Linked DNA regions of Mus musculus: region 2 is linked to region 1. A link is a contact called in public HiChIP or PLAC-seq data. All regions are on one chromosome and are shown on one strand. Each heading gives the region's core, a stretch centred on a gene start, on an enhancer-like site or on the middle of the called end of the contact. The rest is flanking DNA. Distances are from core to core; before and after follow the strand shown.

What was found. HiChIP or PLAC-seq counts read pairs in DNA pulled down with a chosen protein or histone mark.
Region 2: an H3K27ac HiChIP or PLAC-seq map of embryonic stem cells shows a contact between it and region 1, with 9 times the contacts expected there. The contact joins the promoter of Prkx here to the promoter of Rab39b in region 1. A contact is called at or near these places in 1 of 39 promoter capture datasets (hippocampal neurons) and 1 of 115 datasets of contacts at active chromatin or transcription factors (embryonic stem cells).

The regions. Positions count from the first base shown.
Region 1 is chrX:75,576,919-75,579,539 of GRCm38.p6, reverse strand. It overlaps Rab39b (RAB39B, member RAS oncogene family), which reads left to right and starts at 1,309. Exons shown (of 2, transcript NM_175122.6): 1 at 1,309-1,747. The coding sequence starts at 1,533. It overlaps Gm25421 (a small nuclear RNA gene), which reads left to right and starts at 569; the gene lies at 569-732.
Region 2 is chrX:77,794,625-77,797,245 of GRCm38.p6, reverse strand. It overlaps Prkx (protein kinase, X-linked), which reads left to right and starts at 1,307. Exons shown (of 9, transcript NM_016979.2): 1 at 1,307-1,698. The coding sequence starts at 1,542.

The sequences.
Region 1 (2,621 bases), core at 60-2,559:
GAACTGAGCACAGGGTCCCAAATGGAGGAGTTAGAGAAAGGACTGAAGGGGTTGAAGGGGTTAGCAACCCCATAGGAAAAACAACAATATCAACCAACCAGAACCCCCAGAGCTCCCAGAGACTAAACCACCAACCAAAGAGTACACATGGAGCGACTCATGGCTCCAGCTGCATATGTAGCAGAGGATGGCCTTGTGGGACATCAATGGGAGGAGAGGCCTTTGGTCTTGTGAAGGCTTGATGCCCCAGTGTAGGGGAATGCCAGGACCAGGAAGTGGGAGTGGGTGGTTGGGTGTGGGAGCACCCTCATAGAACAGTGGGAGGGAGAATGGGATGGGGGGTTCTGGAGGGGAAACCGAGAAAGGGTAAAACATTTTAAATGTAAATAAAGAACATATCCAATAAAAATAAGCATTAAATCTAAACATATTTCTCAGAATATATGCAAATAATCATGAAAAGAAATCTTAAAAATATTCAATATCACTAATCATAAAGAAAGTGCAAATCACAGTAGAATATCATCTCACCAAGATATGAAGGACAATTATCAAAAAGACAAAAGAGATACTTACCTAGCACAAGATATGCCATGATCATGAAAGCGGATTACCCATAGCAAGGTTTATACATTGCACTCAAAATGTGCTGACTCCCTGGGATTTCTCCTACTGCTGGGAAACTTTATTGCATATTTTATGGTAATGAGGAGACTGATTTTGTGCTCTTCTAATCAGCAGAGGGGAACAAGATTAAAGATAACAAGTGTGTGTGTGTGTGTGTGTGTGTGTGTGTGTGTGTGTAGAGCAAAGGGAACCCTTGCACACCACTGGTTATAAATAAATTAGGACAGCTATTAGGGAAAACAGTGTGAATGTTCTTTTAAAAATGTGTTGGAAATGGAGAGACGTATATGACACTTTGTTATTTGCACAAAAAGTATAGGATTAAATTTTGTGTCTTTTAAAAAATAAATAGCAATAAATGCACATGCATATGCCTGAATAATAATATTTGCATGTTTGAGCATGGAAACCCGGAGAAGACAATTATTCGACTTTTGTTTACTTTTATGTATTTTTCTAGATTTAATAAAAATTAATTAGATTTGCAATTGTAACGGCAGAGAGATTTTTATATTAATTTTTATAATAATTTTTATATTAATAGGAGAGTGGTCGGTATAATTAAAAACAGAACACATTACTCTCCTGTCCGTTTTTGTGTGCGCTCCTCTAACAGACAGTGTGGTGAAACTACTGCCGCGTCTACGCAGAGAATTACAGTAACTCGGTTTTCAGTGATGAGTCAGAGTGCGTGGTGCTGATGCTGCTGCCATTTCATCACCTTTGCGAGCGCAGCATCCATCCCTTCGTTCCCCCAGCGCCTGGGCCTACCTTGCTTCAGGCTACCAGGCCAGTGATGTTCTCGCGGCCGATCTAGAAACGGGTTGATCTGTGCTAAGGCCTTGGTGGGGCGCCCCCTCCCGCCTCCCCAGGCCCGGGCCGAAGAGTCCTGCCAGGCCACTGCCATGGAGGCCATCTGGCTGTACCAGTTCCGGCTCATTGTCATCGGCGATTCCACGGTGGGCAAGTCCTGCCTGATCCGCCGCTTCACCGAGGGCCGCTTTGCTCAGGTTTCAGATCCCACCGTGGGGGTAGATTTTTTCTCCCGTTTGGTGGAGATCGAGCCAGGAAAACGCATCAAGCTCCAGATCTGGGATACAGCGGGTCAAGAGAGGTTCAGGTGGGAGTGCACCACGGGCCCGCGCGAGCAGTGGGAGGGTCTTTGGGGCTTATTCAGTCCCTGGGGAAAGAGGACTTCCCGGTTCTTTTCGCGATGCTGCCAGGGTGACAAACAAGGGTCTGTCTGGGGCTTTTCAAGCCCACTTTGAGCTACCTTTGAGTTCGATGCAGGAAAGAACCGCCCAGGCAGGAGAAGGCCATTCATTATCACATTATTTGAACCACAACTCCATCAATCTGCTTTTGGTAGCTAATAAATAACTTGAAATTGATCACTGTATAATTCATCAAAATCAGACCCTATGATTCATAGTTTAAAAAAATCCAAGTCATTTTAACATAACTGAAAGCTATAGGTAGGTAGATGTATATTGACTTCTTTCTATATATCCGTTTATATTTGTGGGGAAGAAAAGACAGAGGGAGAGACAGAGACACAGAGAGAATGAATATGCCCTAATATAAAGGAAATGGAGACTGATTAATTGACTGTCTTGTAACCATCATACAGTCAGTTGCCAGAGGGTGGAATCATTTCTGAAGAAATAGTATGAGGTTACTCACATAAGAGAATTCCATATAAAGTAAATAGTCAGAGCCCCTGACTTCTTGGAACTTCAGTACTAGCATGGTCAGAAGAAACAGAAACAGAGGCAACACACAAAAGAGTGTTTTGTTGTTTGTATTTATATGCCACTCCCTACTGTACCACTGGGCACATAATCATTCAGCATGTTTATTTTTCTTTCACAATCCTTTGCTCTTCCTTTGTAGTATTTATTTGTAATTTCATGTATGAATACAGAGGAGAGACCGGAGAAGATGAAGCCCAAGTAAAGATAGGAAATGCCCAGAATAGGGAAAAGCATAAATAA
Region 2 (2,621 bases), core at 58-2,557, 2.2 Mb before region 1:
GTTTTAACAAGAACAATTAGCCAGAAGTGGAACTACAGAAACCAAAATGCAAGCTTAGTAGATTTAGAAACTTTCCCAGAACTAAGGGCTTTGATGGACTAGTCTTTTAGTTTTGGTAGGTGGCGCTGTCTTCATTTTGAGTGTTATAACCTGAATGATACTTCCATCATGGAGTCAGCTGTATAAAGTCTGGGGGTCTACTAAGGTCTGGGATCAGGCTACAGTTTTGTCATAGTGTAACCAAACTCAAAATAATAGCAGGCTCTGTGCATTCTGACTAGTGGAGTATCAGGTCCTAGCATGTGTTTATTGAATGAGAAAATGTTCTCAATGTGAAACAATAAAAAAAAATAATAATAAATAAAGCAGCCAGCAGACTTTCTTGTTGCCAAGGTCAGTGTACTTGCCACCTACGGGCATCATCGGGGCAACTGGTTCCGAATGGATGGTCCCCACTTCATTCCTGACTTGGGGCCCTATTGGCCCTGTGTCTTCTAGGACCCAGTGCCTCAAAGCTAGGAGCGGTGCAGTGCAGTGAGCATGCACTGAGCAGCCGGGAGACCACATTCTTTGCATTCCAGGCTCAGGGAAACACCGCCCTCACCTTGCAGGTGGTGGCTGCGGTCTGTGAAGCACCCAGTTCTCAGCACTGCCTACGAGCCCAGGCCTGTTTGAAGCCGCATAACAAGTCCCTGGAAACCCGGTCTACTCAGGAGCCCCAGGGCTCAGGATCAGCAGGTGCTGCAGGGCCACTGAGAGCCCGGGCTTTCGGGAGGGCGGCACTCGGGGACTACAGAACACCAGGAGTTCAATCCCCTGAGATTAAGGAGAAACCGAGAAACCCTGCCCAACCCGGACTCCTTCTGGTGCCTTTACCCACTGCTAAGGCTCTGCTGGTAAATATCCAAGCAGCAGCCGGAAGTTCCTGCACCTCTTCCTTCCCGCTTCCTGCCAAGGGGGAGGAACCAGGCATGCGGTGTGTGTGTGTGTGTGTGTGTGTGTGTGTGTGTGTGTGTGTGTGTGTGTGAGAGAGAGAGAGAGAGAGAGAGAGAGAGACCCATGGTGTGCGTGCGTGTGTGTGTGTCAAGCTGGACCCCGTGGCCCCAGTGCAGCCCCCTCCATTACTTTTACTTTGGTGCAGGTACATCCCATGGGCGTGGGCCCCGCGGGTGAGTAACAATAGGCAGGGTTGGGCCAACGCCGGGCTCCTCCCCGTCGGTTACGCAACAAGGCGGAGCGAGATGAAGGCTCTTCCCCCTCGCGTCATCCAGACACCCCACTCCCCCGCCGTCACAAGCCGGTCGCCGCCCAGCCGGCTTCCGCCGGGAATGAAGAGGGTTGCGGTTGGCTCCGGTCCCGCGGACCCCACGCGCGTCCGTGGAGCCCTCGGGCGACTTCCATGAGCCCCTCCCATCGCTCTGAGACCCGCTGAGTTTGCTTCCATTGTCCTCTCGGCCGCGGGCTCCGGAACACCCGTGCGAGCCCACTGCTGATGCACAGACTGCCATTGCGCCGCTGTCACACCGTGCGTCCCCCGCCCCATGGAGCCGCCCGCTGGTGCCGCGGCGACCGTAAAAGATCCAGACCATGACCCCGTGAAGACCAAGGTCTCGGCGCCCGCCGCGGACCCCAAACCCAGGACATCGTCACAGAAGGCGGGGCACTCGTTACAAGATTGGGACACCATAGCCACCGTGGGTGAGTGAGAACTGAGTAAGAACTTATGTGTGGGGACGCGGCTTGGGAGCGACCCTCAGATTTCTGTCTCCCACACTCTCATTACTGGGCCTCCGGAAACGGGGCAGCCCCACGTCACAGAGCTTTCAGGAGGGTGACTTCACCTTAGGGACTCGGAGGCTCCCTACTGGGGTGCTAGCCACCCTTGGGACACCACGCCCGGCCTCCCTGGCGCTTGCGCACCCGCTCATGCCCAGGATTTCTCGGGATCGCATCCAGCCTCCGCACTGTAGACCCCTGGCGGGACTCGAAGGGACGCGTGACCCCCAAGGGACCCTTCGGGGACGTTTTCCCAGCATCTATTGTGTGCCTGGGTCTCGTTTTTTCTTTAGTGGCTCAAACTTGGTACCCTCGTGACCCCGAAAGTTGCTAGGGAAGCCGGTAGATCCCCAAACGTGCCGGAGTACTGGGGAGGGAGGCTAGGATCTTGCGAATCATGGGCGCCAGCTTCTCAAGTCTGAAGCCCAGGAGTCCCGGGCTTCTCAGCAAACTTGGTCACTAGGACAGTTGTGCCTGGTGTGTTGATGATTAGGAAAGTGTTCCGGGAGGATGGAGGAAGGACAGAGGGAGGGATTGGCGTCCTCCGATCAGCTGTGAGCAGAGATTCTAGAGGCTTCTGTGTTCACCCTGGTGTGGAAGTCAAGTCAGGGTTCAGGACCAGGATGAGGGGCAATAAACACTTTCTCAGCTGAGCAGGTGAGATGTTAAAAAAAAAATGTGTGTGGGTAAAAGGGCTTGCAAGTTTGATCCTGGTTCCCTCTTGGAGGCTGGCTGACACTCGCTGCATCTTGGCTTTTGATTGACTTTTGAGGGAAACTGAGCTGCTTGAATGAATGTCGTTTATTTATGTATCATGTTGTATTCTAGGCTGGCCTTTCCATCAC